Regions from separate parts of the Sus scrofa genome. Here all the other regions are linked to region 2. Evidence: chromatin contacts called from public Hi-C, HiChIP or PLAC-seq and promoter capture Hi-C data. All regions are on one chromosome and are shown on one strand. The core of a region is the stretch at or near the end of the contact, and the rest is flanking DNA. Distances in the headings are between cores, read along the strand shown. Region 1 holds the start of C1RL (complement C1r subcomponent-like protein). Region 2 holds the start of PHB2 (prohibitin 2). Region 3 holds the start of RBP5 (retinol binding protein 5, cellular). Region 4 holds the start of MLF2 (myeloid leukemia factor 2).

The links. Promoter capture Hi-C pulls out the DNA fragments that hold promoters and counts their contacts. Hi-C and Micro-C count contacts between places; a contact is called where the count stands out from the background. HiChIP or PLAC-seq counts read pairs in DNA pulled down with a chosen protein or histone mark.
Region 1: a contact with region 2 is called in an H3K27ac HiChIP or PLAC-seq map of alveolar macrophages. The contact joins the promoter of C1RL here to the promoter of PHB2 in region 2. A contact is called at or near these places in 8 of 47 Hi-C or Micro-C datasets (alveolar macrophages, blood, embryonic fibroblasts and 4 more) and 2 of 2 datasets of contacts at active chromatin or transcription factors (alveolar macrophages and skeletal muscle).
Region 3: a contact with region 2 is called in a promoter capture Hi-C map of fetal skeletal muscle, with 5 times the contacts expected there. The contact joins the promoter of RBP5 here to the promoter of PHB2 in region 2. A contact is called at or near these places in 1 of 5 promoter capture datasets (fetal skeletal muscle) and 1 of 2 datasets of contacts at active chromatin or transcription factors (alveolar macrophages).
Region 4: a Hi-C map of liver shows a contact between it and region 2, with 2.3 times the contacts expected there. The contact joins the promoter of MLF2 here to the promoter of PHB2 in region 2. A contact is called at or near these places in 1 of 47 Hi-C or Micro-C datasets (liver) and 1 of 2 datasets of contacts at active chromatin or transcription factors (alveolar macrophages).

What each region holds. Positions count from the first base shown.
Region 1 is chr5:63,621,905-63,626,062 of Sscrofa11.1, forward strand. It overlaps C1RL (complement C1r subcomponent-like protein), which reads left to right and starts at 1,494. Exons shown (of 7, transcript XM_021092409.1): 1 at 1,494-1,907.
Region 2 is chr5:63,749,565-63,753,203 of Sscrofa11.1, forward strand. It overlaps PHB2 (prohibitin 2), which reads left to right and starts at 2,002. Exons shown (of 10, transcript NM_001243556.1): 1 at 2,002-2,331; 2 at 2,498-2,582; 3 at 2,892-2,971. The coding sequence starts at 2,205. EMG1 (EMG1, N1-specific pseudouridine methyltransferase) reads right to left here and starts at 1,905. Exons shown (of 6, transcript NM_001243478.1): 1 at 1,643-1,905. The coding sequence starts at 1,810.
Region 3 is chr5:63,599,757-63,603,413 of Sscrofa11.1, forward strand. It overlaps RBP5 (retinol binding protein 5, cellular), which reads left to right and starts at 1,426. Exons shown (of 4, transcript NM_001145223.1): 1 at 1,426-1,580; 2 at 1,871-2,049. The coding sequence starts at 1,508. The region is part of intron 1 of CLSTN3 (calsyntenin-3); the gene reads right to left.
Region 4 is chr5:63,949,994-63,953,840 of Sscrofa11.1, forward strand. It overlaps MLF2 (myeloid leukemia factor 2), which reads left to right and starts at 1,667. Exons shown (of 9, transcript XM_003481695.4): 1 at 1,667-1,882; 2 at 2,462-2,539; 3 at 2,763-2,889; 4 at 3,101-3,136. The coding sequence starts at 2,490.

The DNA.
Region 1 (4,158 bases), core at 244-2,743, 130 kb before region 2:
TGTCATAGATGGCAGCTTGGACCTGGTGTTGCTGTGGCTGTGGTGTAGCCGGGCAGTGACAGCTCTGATTCACCCCCTTGCCTGGGAACTTCCATATGTCGTAGGTGTGGCTATAAAAAGATAAGAAGTAAGAATGAAAAGTGTGTTAGCTGCCCCTCAAACTTGCCCCCTCCCCAAGGCTCCAGAGCCCAGTTCCTCAACCCCTCATTCTCCCTACTCCCCACTCCCAGCCCAGGAGCCCCTGTGCCATCTGTAATCCTCTGGGGAAACTCTTCTGCTTCTCCTGCCCAGGCTACCTACGCCCTGCCAGTGGGAGACGAGGCCCCAGTACAGGGAGGTGGTGCTGAAACTGGGAGAGGGAGCATGGCTGTCCCAGCCCCGAGTGGGGTTGCAATGACCAGCTTCATACAGGGCCTGCGAGTCGTGCAGTCTCTCTGCCCCGACCCCAACACTCACGGCAGGTGCACTATCCCGGTGGGACCATGACAGGCCCTTCCAGTCAAGGTGTTAGATTCACCTTGGGGACCCCATCCTGGCCCTGGACTGCTCCAGATTGCAGCTACAGGTGTGGTCACTGCCTCTTCACCCTCTTGGCTCCCTGCCCTCTCTCCTACCCAGCCTCCACTCAGCCCTGTAACCAACCCCTGTTCATTTAGAGTGACCAACTGTCCTGGTTCACCCAAACTTTCCCAGTTTTAAAACTGAAAGCCCAGAGTTCCCATCATGGCTCAGTGGAAACGAATCTGACTAGCATCCACGAGGACTCAGGTTCAATCCCTGGCCTTGCTCAGTGTGTTAAGGATCCGGCATTGCCATGAGAGTGGTGTAGGTCACAGAGGTGGCTCAGATCTGGCGTCGCTGTGGCTCTAGCGTAGGCCGGTGGCGCCAGCTCCAATTGGACCCCTAGACTGGGAACTTCCATATGCCAAGGGTTTGGCCCTAAAAAGACAAAAAAAAAAAAAAAGATAAAGAGTATTCTGGGGAGTTCCCGTCGTGGCGCAGTGGTTAACGAATCCGACTAGGAACCATGAGGCTGCGGGTTCGGTCCCTGCCCTTGCTCAGTGGGTTAAGGATCCGGCGTTGCCGTGAGCTGTGGTGTAGGTTGCAGATGCGGCTCGGATCCCGCGTTGCTGTGGCTCTGGCGTAGGCCGGTGGCTACAGCTCAGATTCGACCCCCTAGCCTGGGAACATCCATATGCCACGGGAGCGGCCCAAGAAATAGCTAAAAAGACAAAAAAAAAAAAAAAAAAAAAAAAAAAAAAAAAAAAAAGTATTCTGGAAGACTGGGTAAATTAGTTCACCAAAGCTAGCAAGACAGGGAGAAGGTACGCCCTGGTGGGGGAGTCCCTAACAATCTCATTAGACACCCATGGAGATGGCACAGTGATGGCACAGTGATTGCCTCTAGCAATTTCTTCAAATAAAGTAAATTAGGGTGGGTAAAAATAAATTAATTAGTCACCAGTACTGTTAGGGCTGATAGTGGTTGGATGGGTGTATGATGGAGAGGCTATAGTCACAGAGGCAAAGAACACAACACAGGACCCCTGAGCCTTATTATGATCCAGTGGCTGGTTCATCACGCCTCCTCCAGGGGCTGATCCCCCAAGCCGTGCCATAGCTCCTTTGGTTCACTGGCAGTTCCTGACTTTTACCAGCAGGTGGCAGTAGAACACTTCTGCCTCTGGGGCTCCATCTGCCGCCTCCTGCTGCTGCAATTTGCACCCAGTGGCCCAACCCGGCCTTGGAAGGGCCATCAGACTTCCCTCCCGGGGGCCAAGCCGCCCACAGTCAGCTTACCTGCTCTGACACCCAGGGAGAAGACAGGACCCCGGACCCTGCATCTCCAGATTTCCAACTCTAGGCAAGGTGGAGCCGCCCGGACCAGGAATTGCGGAGGGGTCCACGTAGGTGAATTCCACTCTCCTTCACAGAGTCTTTCTCCACCACCTCATTTCCATGAGTTCGGGTCCTGTCGCTTGGTCATGGCCATCGCTCTTGTCCCCAGAACACCAGGCCTGGAAAGGAAGGGCCGTGACAGAGACAACCACAGGCTGGGGGAAGACGGGGACCATAAGGAAATGGAAACAGAGGGGTTTCCTAGTGGGGCTGCGGGGTAAGGATCCAGCATTGTTGCTGCAGTGGCTCGGATTGCCGCCATGGCGTGGGTTCAATCCCTGACCTGGGAACAGGTGCAGCCAAAAAGAAAGAAAAGAGAAAGAAATGGAAATCGAGTCTTTGAAACAGAAAAGCTAAAAAAAAAAAAAAAAAAAAAAAATTGGCAGCTGGCATGACCCCCACAGCTCATCCTTCAAGTTAAGTCTGGGTGTCTGTGGGTGAGAGGGCTTCCAGGTCTCAGATGTACCAAGCCTCAGTTGGGGTAAAACCTATCTCCAGTATTTCAGCTACCCCTGAGCCAGACAGCAAATGGAGATTTGCTTTTTAAATCCATGCTGACAACCACTATACTTCCAGGAACTTTCTGTTCCTCCTGCTTGAGGAGACTTCCCCAGCCACAGTCCCGTTGCCTTGCTGGGGCCAAGCCTGTGCACTCGCCCTGCAGTGAAGGAAAGTGTCTCCCGACTGAAGATGAAAAACATAATATGTTTTGTATCCATTTAACTGTCTCATTTCTTTTGTACATGTTAAGCTTCTTAGACCAGCCTTTTTCTTCCCCCTCTAAATACTCGGTAATAAAAGGCCGGTGCTTGGTTTGAAAAAGCAAGCCCCACAAATGCTCTTGAAATAAATCTCCAGAAGATGACAGGGTAATCCTTCTTATCCTGGAGCTGCAGAAAATCAGCCATGATTCTGCTTCACAGAGTCAATTCTGATAAAGGGGTGACTCAAGAACATTCAATCTCATGGGTGTGAAAATAGATAATCCTGTTCTATGTTATACTTCTATCATCTTTGGAAGTGTAACTTGCACAAAGGAATCTTAAGACCGTCAGACCTCAGAGATGATTGCTATTTGATCAGCGCAATGTCATCCATCAACCGTAAAAGGCTGCAACTCTGGTTGGCCATTGATAAATTTATTACTTTGAAAACTATATATGTGTATATATATATATATATATATATATATATATTACCTTTTTGCCATTTTCTTGGCATATGGAGGTTTCCAGGCTAGGGGTCCAATCGGAGCTGTGGCCGCTGGCCTACACCACAGCCACAGCAACGCCAGATCCGAGCCATGTCTGCGACCTACACCACAGCTCACGGCAACACCGGATCCTTAACCCACTAAGCAAGGCCAGGGATCGAACCCACAACCTCATGGTTCCTAGTCGGATTCATTAGCCACTGAGCCACGACAGGAACTCCTAAAAACAATATTTAAATTAACTTCTTCAATTTCCAAAAAGCATAGGTACTTGGGAGACGATACAGAAGTATACCTTTGGGACTCTCTTCTCCCTCTTCCAAACATAAAGGTAAAATCCCATTGCTCTGTTCGATATTTTTTTTCCAACGAGTTTTCAAAGCTTAAGAGCCTGCAAGTATTTGAATTAACAGGAGAAATCATTGCCCTGTGACCTCCGAGGGGAGACAAGGAATCAGCCTGAGGGAAGGATTGGAAAAAGAAAGAAATGGAAGCAGTAGATCCCTGAGTTCAATAAACTGGAGAGGGAGTTCCCGTTGTGGCTCAGAGGGTTAAGGACCTGATGTTGTCTCTGTGAGGATACAGGTTTGATCCCTGGCCTCGCTTGCTCAGTGGGTTAAGGATCCTGCGTTGCTGCCAGCTACTGCATAGGTTGCAAGATGCAGCTCAGATCTGGCGTTGCTGTGGCTGTGGTGCAGGCCGGCAGCTGCAGCTCCAATTTGACCCCTAGCCTGAGAACTTCCATATGCTGCAGGTGGGGCCATAAAAACAAACAAACAAACTGGAGGGGATTTGGAATTGGTGACCTATAGCCCTCCTCCACCGCTCCACTGGAGGTGATCGGCGGAGAGACGAATGCTCTGACCACCATGTGTGAGGACTTCATCTCCATGGTGCCCTGTTACTTAGAAGACAAGAAAAATCCCCAAGCCCAATAGGAAGCTCCCTCCTCAAGTGAGAGGCTCCCGGGAGGACGGAGCAATCTGACGCTTAGAGGAGAGGAAGCCCTCAGAGATAAAGCTTGGATGGAGGAGGAGGATGGAAGC
Region 2 (3,639 bases), core at 752-3,251:
CTGACTAGTGTCCATGGGAATGTCAGTTTGATCCCTGGCCTCGCTCAGTGGGGCTCAGAGCGTTGAGGATCTGAGTTGCAGCAAGCTGTGGCACAGGTCACAGATGGAGCTCAGATCTGGTGTTGTTTGGTGTAGGCCAACAGCTGCAGCTCTGATTTGACTTCTAGCCTGGGAACTTCCATATGCCACAGATGGGACCCTTAAAAGGAAAAATACATTCTAAAAAGGTTTTCTAGGAGGTCTCATTGTGTGCTCAGCAGGTTAAGGACCTGTCTTAGTCTCTATGAGGATGCAGGTTTGATCCCTGGCCTTGCTCAGTGGGTTAAGGATCCAGTGTCGCCCTGGCTGTGGAATAGGCTTCAGATGCAGCTCTGATTCGAGCCCTGCCTAGCCTCAAAACGTCCATACACCACAATTGGTGAAAAAAAAAAAAAATAGGTTTTCTAAACTGCAAGTTTAATAAAGTGCCATAGTGGTTGAGGAAGGAAAGATGGAAAAGAATCAAACCTAGATTACTATGGAAATGTACTACTTAAAAAGCACTTTCACTGGAGTTCCCGTTGTGGCTCAATGGTTAACAAACCCAACTAGGAACCATGAGGTTACAGGTTTGATCCCTGGCCTTGCTCATGGGGTTACAGATCCCATGTTGCAGTGGCTGTGGTGTAGGCTGGTGGCTACAGCTCCAATTGGACCCCTAGCCTGGGAACCTCCATATGCCACAGGAGCGGCCCTATAAAAAGACCAAAAAAAAAAAAAGCATTTTCTCTGCACTCCCGCTCAAAGTATTAATAACCCCTGCTTTAGAAAGTGAAGACATTTTTTTCTCAAGACTACAGCCTTAACATAAGTATAAAAACCAAGGTTAAAATCCAGGTCTAACTTCTAAACTAGTACTATCCATTCTGGCCCTACTCATTGAACAAGCTTAGCTCTAAAACGTAGGAGAAACAATGTCAGAAGGGATGAGAACACTGCACAAAACTTTAAGAAGGGAATTGCAGGATTTATTTGGTAAAAAGCAATCATAATAATTAAAAATAAAGATGTAAAAATATTGGAGTTGCCGCTGTGGCTAAATGGGTTAAGAATCCCACTACCAGTGGCTGCAGCGCTGGTTCAGTCCTGGCCCAGGAAACTTCCATATGCCATGGGTGCAGCCATTAAAAAATTTTTTTAATAAAAAAATAAAAAGATGTAAAAGTATTATGATGATCTGATCCAGGCACTGTTTCGAAATGTACAGTAATACAGAGAAGGGAGAGAGATGAATTAAAACACTAAGTAAAGAAGTGGGCTGAATGATCCACAGTAACTACTTTTCTCCTGTGCCCAATAAACTTGTCATGTGATGAAAAGGGACAACGTGACGGACGAAACGCACCCATCCACCCTAGATGACTTTCTTTCACAGAATCCTGGTTAATCAATTGGAAACAAGGATGTTATGGCTACAAAAGGATTCAAAGACAAAACGACTACTGCCAACTCAGGATATTAAACCGAGAGACAGAAAACTAGACCACTTTCTCCAAAAGTGTTTCACCTCTGCTTTCTACATCCACTTTGAAACCATCACCCTCATCCCACCGGGTCCCAGCCTATCGATCTACTGGCTCTCCACCTCCTTGTCCCAAGTTACCTTGACTGTCTCCAGGCTGGCCCCTTCCAGCACCACAATGAGTCTGCGGCCTCCGGTCTTGCTTCCCGCCCCGAGTCGGGGCCGCTTGGGCGCCACAGCATCCCAGTCTTCTTCCTGCTCCCCGGCGCGCCGCTCACGAGGTTGGAATCCACCACTGGGCGCAGCCATCTTGCAACCAAATCGGAAATTGCGCTGATTTTCTCAAATTAGGACCTCGTGCTCCACCCAATCGCATGCTTCCTTCCGTCGGCCATTTTGAAAGTGGGCGCTGGGAAATGGCGACGGCTCTCTGTCTGGCGCTCCCGAAGCCTCTCTGGGAGGGCAGGGTTCCAGAAAGGGGCAGGAACTTCCGTATGCGTAATTCCTGTGCGCCAAGCTCGGGTCTGCCGTGGGTGGGCGGGGGGGTAGGGTTTAGAAGGGAGCGCACTTCCGGTGCCCTTTCTCCAGCAAGCACCTGGGGCTCGGACCTTCGTGTGAAGGGTGCGATCCGTAAACTGGAGCGCGGTAAAGGCAGGCCGGCACCCGCTTCTGACCTCTGGTGCCGCCGGCCTCAAGATCGGACATGGCCCAGAACTTGAAGGACTTAGCGGGACGGCTGCCCTCCGGGCCCCGGGGCATGGGCACGGCGCTGAAGCTGCTGCTGGGGGCCGGCGCCGTGGCCTACGGCATCCGCGAGTCGGTGTTCACCGGTGAGCAACCTCCGCCCGCTTTCCGGACACCGGCCGACCCTCCCTAGGCCCCTGCCCAGCCCCGCCGGGTCCACGCGCTCACCCAGCCCCTCACCCCGCCCCTGCCAGAAGCTCGCACGTACTCTGAGCCCTGCCTGGTCTGACCCCCCCACCCCTCTCCCCGCAGTGGAAGGCGGGCACAGAGCCATTTTCTTTAATCGGATCGGAGGCGTGCAGCAGGACACCATTCTGGCCGAGGGCCTTCACTTCAGGTAATGGCGGGCAAAGCGGACTGCCCCTGACCCTTCACCCTTGAATCCCGACTCACCAGTAGCTATAGTAAGATTTTCAAAAGCATTCAACAGCCACCCTTTCTCCTCCTCACGCCCATCTCCCGGAACAGTGGGTGCTGCCCAAAACTCCAGCAGCACATACTGTTGTTCTCCAAAGGGAGAAGAGAATGTCTCCGTGACCGTGGTCATTTAAGAGAAGCAGACCAAGAAACAGGTGGTGGTGGAGAACAGAGCAAAACGAGGGAAACTGCTGTCTCCTAATCCCTATCCTTGTTCCCTCTCCTCCAGGATCCCCTGGTTCCAGTACCCTATCATCTATGATATTCGAGCCAGACCCCGAAAAATTTCCTCCCCCACAGGCTCCAAAGGTAGGTCTGGGCACTGGGGCGTTTCGGGCAGTAAACAAAGGAGCCTGGCCAGAGAGTAGGGAAAAGGGTAGTGTCAGATCTCTTAGTTTCCCCTTCTGCAAACAGACTATAATAAAAGCATCTGCTGCTTGGCTTAAAGCAGTACATTCTGGACACACTGTGTGTTTGCACATTTTTAACTGTCCCTCCCCCAATGCAAACTCAGTGAGAGTGTTGTTTGTTCTTGGTCTTATTCACTGCCTAGATGGAGGTCTTGTTTTAAATCCCTTTTTCTTTTAACTGCTTCATTTATTCTCTATATCTGCTGGTACAGCCTGTCCTGACCTTACTCTTCGCTGGTGCACCTGTTTCCCCCAGACCCTTTGTCACACACACTCCCAGAGGCATGTACACAGTGAAGCAAGTAGCTCACCTGTACTGTACTTTTTTTGTACTATTTTTATTTATTTATTTATTTATTTATTTATTGTCTTTTTAGGGCTGCACCGGTGGCATATGGAGGTTCCCAGGCTAGCAGTCCAGTCAGAGCTGTAGGTACCAGCCTACGCCAGAGCCACAGCAATGCAGGATCTGAGCCGCATCTGCAGCCTACACCACAGCTCACGGCAACGCCAGATCCTTAACCCACTGAGCGAGGCCAGGGATCAAACCTGCGTCCTCATGGATGC
Region 3 (3,657 bases), core at 176-2,675, 150 kb before region 2:
GAAGCCCCGGGGGTGGGGAGAGGAGACGTCAACGGGGACCCGAGGGAGGCGAGGAGGGACAGTATCCACGTCACCCCACAGCCACCACCCCCAACTCTGCACTAACCTCTTTTCACAGCCCATTCCATCCCTGCTATGTGTGCCTCCTGGGAACAGTGAAGTAAACCCCACAGCCTTGAGCCCCCAGAGATGCTAGCATTTCAGCTGCCAACCCCAGGTCTCTGGGGAAGCCACCGGGTGGTCAGCAAGGTCAGAGACAGGGGGACAGAGGTCTGGGACTTGAGGAGATGTGAGATGTTTGTGCTCATCCCCCACCCACCCCCAACACACACACACACACACACAAACACACACACCTGTCAGGGCAGTTCACCTCTAGGTGGAATTTTTCCCATGGCCTACTCTCTGCCTCCCTCTCCCTGAATTTCCCACCTTAAACCATGAAGAACCAGCCCTGTGGGTTCTGAAGCTGAGGACGTCGGTAGGTTTGAGAGGCAGAGAAGAGGTGTGCGTGGCGGGGAAGGGAGTTGGTGGTGGGGCACACACCCTCCATGGCAATTACCTCTGGTACATGGGCGGTCCAGGAGCCCCAGACAGGGGCAGGTCATGGCATCAGCAGTGACTCCAGAGGGGGAGGGAAACCCCTGGGTTTGTAAAATTCTCCAGAACAGCCAAACCAACTCCTCCCTCACCTCTGCTCCAGACTTTGAACTCAGCAGCTCATCAGGCTGCGGTCAGCTCCCTCTGCAGTTTCTCTGCTTCCCTCCCAATGAAGTATGTAGGACATTCTCTCTACAGGACAGAGTCTGGAATGCCAGCACTGGGGCCCCAGCTCAGCGAAGCCGGCAGAAGGTGCTGTGGGGGCCAGCACTCTAGAATTTTCTCCACTGGGGCTCCCGGCCAGCTGGCTTGCCTCTCTCCTTCCCCTCCCCTCCTCCCCCTCACACCTTTCAGGATCCCTGACTCAGCCCCAGGATCTCAAGACGTTGTTAGGACTCAACCCTGAGTGAGTCTGGAAGAGTCCCTACTCCACACAACCAGACCAGCTTCCTCCCAGATGAGGCTGCCCCTCGGGGTTCGAGAAGGTTCCCAAGCCTGCCAGAAATGGGCTGGAAGCCAACACGGAGCTTCAGAAAGGCTCCTGTCCTGCCTGCCGCATAGCCTCAGACCCTCGTCCAGGTTCCTTCCTCCGGAAAAGCCGAGGTCAGGCACAGCCTTGCCAAGTCCCTGCCCCTCCCTCGGGGCTGCAGACGTGAGCCTCACTCACTCATCGTCGGGGGTGGAGGAGGGGGAGCTGGTGGAGGAGGGGGAGCTGGTGGAGCTCTTATTGCAACAGGGCCCCAGGTCTATAAAAACCCCGGGAGCACAGACCTTTACATGGGCTGCCTCTGTGTGTGCTGGGAGGCTGGCCTGGCGTCCCCCAGCCTCCCCTGTCAGACAACACTCCCTCCCTCCTCACTCTGGCTCCTACACCCTCCTGAAGCCTTGACCTTGGCCAGCCTGGACGATGCCTCCCAACCTCACCGGCTACTACCGCTTTGTCTCACAGAAGAACCTGGAGGACTACCTGCAAGCCCTGAGTAATGGCCTCACCCTTCCCCAAACCCTTTCTCTCCCCTTCTCTCCTCTCCCCTCCAGCCTCCCGTCCCACTGAGGTGCAGGGGAGGCAGGTTGGACAGCGTGGAAAGGCTCAGGTGCTGGAGCTGAACTTGGGGCCCTTTTCTAGACAGGGGCGTTGCTTGGAGGGAGTAAATGCACAGCCCCAGACCCAGCTGAGGGGCCGCTCCCAGCCCCAGGCTGCTGCCGTGGGTTGGGGGGCACCCCTGGCCGGCTGGCCAAGAGGACCCTTGCTAAGAGACAGCCCCCACAGACATCAACTTGGCTCTGCGCAAGATCGCGCTGCTGCTCAAGCCGGACAAGGAGATCGACCATCGGGGCAACCACATGACCGTGAAGACCCTGAGCACCTTCCGAAACTACGTGCTGGAATTCGAGGTGGGGGTGGAGTTTGAGGAGGACCTAGGCATCGTGGATGGACGAAAGTGCCAGGTAACTTGCTCAGGCTTGTGGGGAGGAGCAGGGGGGTCTCTTAACCGTCTGGGGCTGAACAAAGTAGCCTCTCCCAGCAGCGGGGGGTGGGGGGGTGAGTGGGTGATGACACAGCAGGCTGTGGGATCCCTAGGCTAACAGGCTCCTGCTGTTACTCACCCAGGCCCACTCCCTCCCTCCTCCTCTCTCCTGCCCCCTCTTAGCACCAGCCAAAAGGACAAAAAGGGCAGGCCACCCTCAGGCCAAGAGCAAACATGTGCTCACCCTCTCACCTGTGACCCTGTGGACCCACAGCATCTTTGCCCCCAGCTTCTATCCCTCCACTCCCATGCAGCTCTTTCTGCTTCTTACATGTTCCTTCGCAGACCCTAATTCCCCTCTTCATGCTGTAAACTGGAGTTTCCCCCAGTATTTTGTTCTTGACTTTCTCTTGCCTGTGTAGCATCCATGGGCTAAATCATCTACACCCATGTAGATGTGTTCGGTTACCATCTATAATCTCCCCCGGGCATGGATTCTCCAGCCAGAGGTACCACCTGTGCCCCAGGGTCAAGTTTCAACTGCCTGCAAAATGTTTCCATCTGCATGTCCCAAGGTCAAACCCAAAGGGGTTATCTTCCTACATGAATCTATTCCTGCTTTTATAGTTACTGTTTCCGTCAATCACAATGACCAGCAGGACCAAAGCATAGAAGTCACAGTCATTATCTTGTATTCTCTTACCTCTGTGCTCCCCACACACACATGCTCACACAAGCATGCACATGTGCATCCTTATAACCTTTATATGTGCAACCTTCATAACGTTTCTGTGCTATCCAATATGGTAGCTCCTAGCCATACATAGATATTGAACTTTTGAAATGTACCTGGTCCAGCTTGAGATGTGCTGTCACTATAAAACACATACTGGGATTTTAAAGACAATCCCCCAAAACGTATAAGACGTTGCAGGAATTTTTGTATCGATTACATGCAGAAATAACAATTTGGGGGATGTTTTAGTTTGAATAAAAGATATTATTAAAATTAATTTCACCTGTCTCTTTACTTTTCTAACATCAATTGGAAATTTTTAAAATTATATGTGTGGCTTGCATCTAGGACCCATTCTATTTCTCTTGAGCATCACACGTGTATGTGGCTTTTATTGGTTTCTTCCTGGTCTTTCTCACTATCATCACCTCAACTCAGGTCCTCATTTTCCTCTGGTCCCCAAACTGGTCCCTAGTCTTGACCCTCCTCTAATTCACTCTGCCTACTGTCACCACAAGGCTCTAAAATGTAAAAGTGACCATATCATCCCCTGACTTAAACTCTTGCTGTGACAATCTCTGACATTCCAGGTAAGGTCCATATGCTCCACACAGCATCCAAGGGTCTCCCCATGAACGCACCAGGTTACAGCCCTTACAACTACCTGTCCTTCTGTCTTCTTCTTCTTCTGCTTCTTCTTCTTTTTTTTTTTTTTTTTTTTTTTTTTTTTTTTTTTTTTTTTTTTTTTTGGTCTTTTTGCCTTTTCTAAGGCCAGTCCCGTGGCATATGGAGATTCCCAGGCTAGGGGTCTAAGCAGAGCTGTAACTACGGGCCTATGCCAGAGCCACAGCA
Region 4 (3,847 bases), core at 417-2,916, 200 kb after region 2:
GCAGCCAAAAAATAAATAAATAAAATCATGAAAAGATAAAAATGACTGATATCAGATTCTTAAGTTTGGGAAAGAAGAAGAGAAAGAGCTCTAGGCACCCAAAGGCAGTAGGTAGAGGATACCGGATAATGGAAAAAGATGAAAGGAGAAGGCTAGAAGCTGAGCTGCCTCTTATCCAATTCCGCTGAAGGCTGGACATGATGAAATGAAATGGAAGAGGCTGGAAGGTGAGGACCACACTTAGTTAAGTCTGGGCTGCAGTACTGTCACTGGGACAACTTTTGATCACATGTCAAACTGCTCTAGTTTGGGGGCAAGAGGAAGAGGGGCACTCGTGTGGCAGAATGTCCAGAGATAGGGCATCTGGAAGATAAAAGATTCTGCTAAGTCTCTTCCCCAGAAATATCAATGGAAAACACATTTTCTTTTATTCTGTCTTTCTCTTTGGCTTTGCCAGCTTCTAGGTTCTCTGTCTCCGTTCCCCCTATGTCTCCGTTACTGCTTTTTTTCCCTCTTTAATAACGATCAAGTCCAAAGAAACCTGAGAAACCCCACTCCCACTATCTCTTCCTGAGTGACCAGGGACCTTCCCCCTCTTCCCCAAGGAAGCGTTGGGGTTGGGAACAAGTCTCTCTCACTGTCAGGCCCTGTGAAGCACGAACAGAGCCAGCAGTCAGTGTAAAGAACCAAAAGATCTGGAATTTGGATGAGCCTGGTCTAAAGTCCACCCTGGACAGTCCAAATCCTGACACCCAGGGGGAGGGCCCTTCTCTCCAGCTGGGCCAGATTTTATGCAAGGCATTTAGTGTGTCAAAGTGTCAGTCTTTGGCCTTAGAGTCGGTCTCCTGACCTGTTTTCCAACCCCGCCCCTGGGTGATCTGGGTTAATGGAGCTCTCCACCTCCTCTCCAAAACATTAGACCCTTGACCTACCTACCTTCCTGACTAGAGGCAAGAAAGATCAGTGTGGACTGGGAGCTCTTGAGGACACAGGAGTCAGAGAAAAGGAAGGGGAGAGTAGCATTAAACGAAAAGATGTCAGAACTAGGACCTCTCCCCAGTCTGACCCCTCACAGCAGGGTAACTGAGGTGGGGTCCGGGAGTCTCTCAAATGCTAGTTCCCAATGGGCTGCAGTTCCAGTCTGGCCGAAGAGCGCCATCTGGCGGCCAGCCCCTCAAACTGGAATCTCTTTGCCCTAACTGAGTTCTCGAAGCCAGAAGACAACCTGGGCGGAACCGTCACCTCCTCTCCTACGTCACTCCGGGGACCCCGCCCCTGCCTGGATCGCACCTCCTCCTGCGGGCGACTGGCCCTAGCGCCTCCCCCGCAGAATTGCCGCCCTTCCGCCCTCTCGGGTTGATCGCTTCCCCGGTAGAAATCTGCTTAATGCTCCCCCGGGGATCCGCCCCACCTCGTCGGGGAGCCCATCCTATCCCCTGGGAATCTGCCCCCGTCCTCTTCCTCCCCTCCCGGGGGATGGACTGCCCTGCTCCTCTTCCACATACTAACAGGGAGCCTCCTCCGGTCCACAGGACCCAAATCCAGGTTACTAACGAGGTCTCCCCTCCCCTCGTCCCAGAAGGACTCCGCGGCCAGGGAGCCGGCCTCGTCGGCGCCCACGCCCGCTGATGGGCGGAGCTCCGCGGGCTCGGCCCCGGGATGGGCTGTCCCATCGTGACGTCACTTCCGTCCGGGCCTGGCCGCGGTTCGGGATCCTTGGGCCGAGGGGGGGCAAGGAGGTGGCAGCTGAGCGAGGAGGCGGCGCGGAGGCCGAGGACTCACGCCTGGACCAATCCCGCGTCCCGGGCCGCAAGCCCCGATCCTGCCGCGCCCCGAGAGGCAAGACCGGCCGGATGGGCCGCTGAGCCCGGATCGGGGACCGGTGAGGCGCGAGCGGAGCGGGCAGCCGGTCCGGGGCGGGAACGGCCCGCTGAGCTGCAGAGGGTCCGGGAGCTTGGGATGCGGGGAGGGAAGCGGGTCAGGCCCGCCTCTCCTACTCGCCCGGCGGGGAGGCAGGGGCCGGGGAAGCCGCCGACAGGCGTGGCGAGGACGGTGAGGCCCGTCCGGGGGAGGCCTGGCGGCGGCCGGGTGTGAGGAGGGGGCGGGGTGGTTGGGGTCATTATTGGGCCGGCACTTGGGATTCGCCTCCGGCACGGTGGCGTCGGGGAGGGGGAGTATGCTTCTGGCCAGGGCTTTGGGAAGAGGATGACTATGAGTGGGGGAGGCAGAAAACAGGCTTGGAAAATTTTTCCATGGTCCTTTTTCAGAGAGAGGTTCGAAAAGCTCTTCTCTCCCTAGAGGGTGATGTTGAACACCTGGAGAAGGGTCTCAAGTGGAGTTGGGGGCGGGGGGAGGTCAGTTACAGTATTTGGAAGGGACAGTGCTCTGCGAGTCCCTGCCCTGAGCGGATGTGCAAAAAAGCCTGGCCGCCTCCAAAATCTGAGCCTCCACATCTTCACAGTGTGGAGCCCCCTGGAGCTAAAATCAGGATGTTCCGCTTCATGAGGGACGTGGAGCCTGAGGACCCCATGTTCTTGATGTGAGTATCCCCGCCCCCTCACGCGCTAGAGCACGCATCCGCTCCACATCAGGTCTCCGAGTAGTTCAGATGGACTCAGGGCCTCCCGTTGCTGCTCAGCCCCAGCTCAGACTTTGAGGGGAAGTCTGTGCTCCTGGTTCCCTAAGGCTGTTTTCTTGGCGGGGGCGGGGAGGCGTTGACTGCTGGCCTTTCTAAGCCCACACGGTATACACCCCATGCACAGGGACCCCTTTGCCATTCACCGTCAGCACATGAACCGGATGTTGTCGGGTGGCTTTGGATACAGCCCCTTCCTCAGCATCACAGATGGCAGCATGCCAGGGACCAGGCCTGCCAGCCGCAGGATGCAGGTAAATGGTGGTGCAACAGACCTGAGACCAGAAGAAAGGTTGGAGGGTGGTTGTATCAAAGTGCTTGATTTTTCTTGCACAATGGCCGGCTTAGCAAGTGGGCAGAGGGGTCTGGAAAACAGGTTTTGTGATCCCCTGTTGAGGGCTTGGTTTGGGACAGTAATGAGCTAGGAAGTGGTCTCTCATTCTTGTTCCTTATGTGTTCCTGTAGCCTGGGGCCGTCTCTCCCTTTGGGATGCTGGGAATGGTGAGTCCTCCTCCTCTCTTAATATCCTTCTCGTACATGCTCTATACCCTTAGGTATTATTTCCAAATGTGCCTCTGGAATAGCCTTGTGGGTAGTAACCCTAGAATCCTCCCATAGTGTTCACAAGCCCTGGGCCCGCTGTGTGCTATGAGTCCTGTGAGTTCAAGATGCCAACTCACTGGCTCCTGTCCTCAACGCTGTGCCCATTAGGAAGATGTAATTGCCTGGCAAAGTGTGTTCTTTTGAGGAGTTCCCTGGTGGCTCAGTGGGTTAAGGATCCGGCAGTGTCACTGCCATGGCCAGGGTTCGATCCCTGGCCTGGGAACTTCTGCATGTTGTGGGTGAGGCCAAAAAAAAAAAAAGTTTGTGTTCTTTTGAGAAGAGAGGTGTTGTAGAAGGGCCAACTGGATGGGGTTCCGATTGTGGTACAGTGGAAATGAATCTGACTAGGAACAATAAGGTTGTGGGTTCGATCCCTGGCCTCGCTCAGTGGGTTAAGGATCTGTTGTTGTGAGCTGTGGTGTAGGTCACAGATGTGGCTCGGATCCTGTGTTGCTGTGGCTCTGGCCTAGGCCAGCAGCTGTAGTTCGGATTGGACCCCTAGCCTGGGAACCTCCATATGCCATGAGAGCGGCCCTAAAAAGACAAAAAACAAAAAAGTAAAATTAAATAAAATCAAAATTTTAAGTTAAAATTAAAAAAATAAAGGCC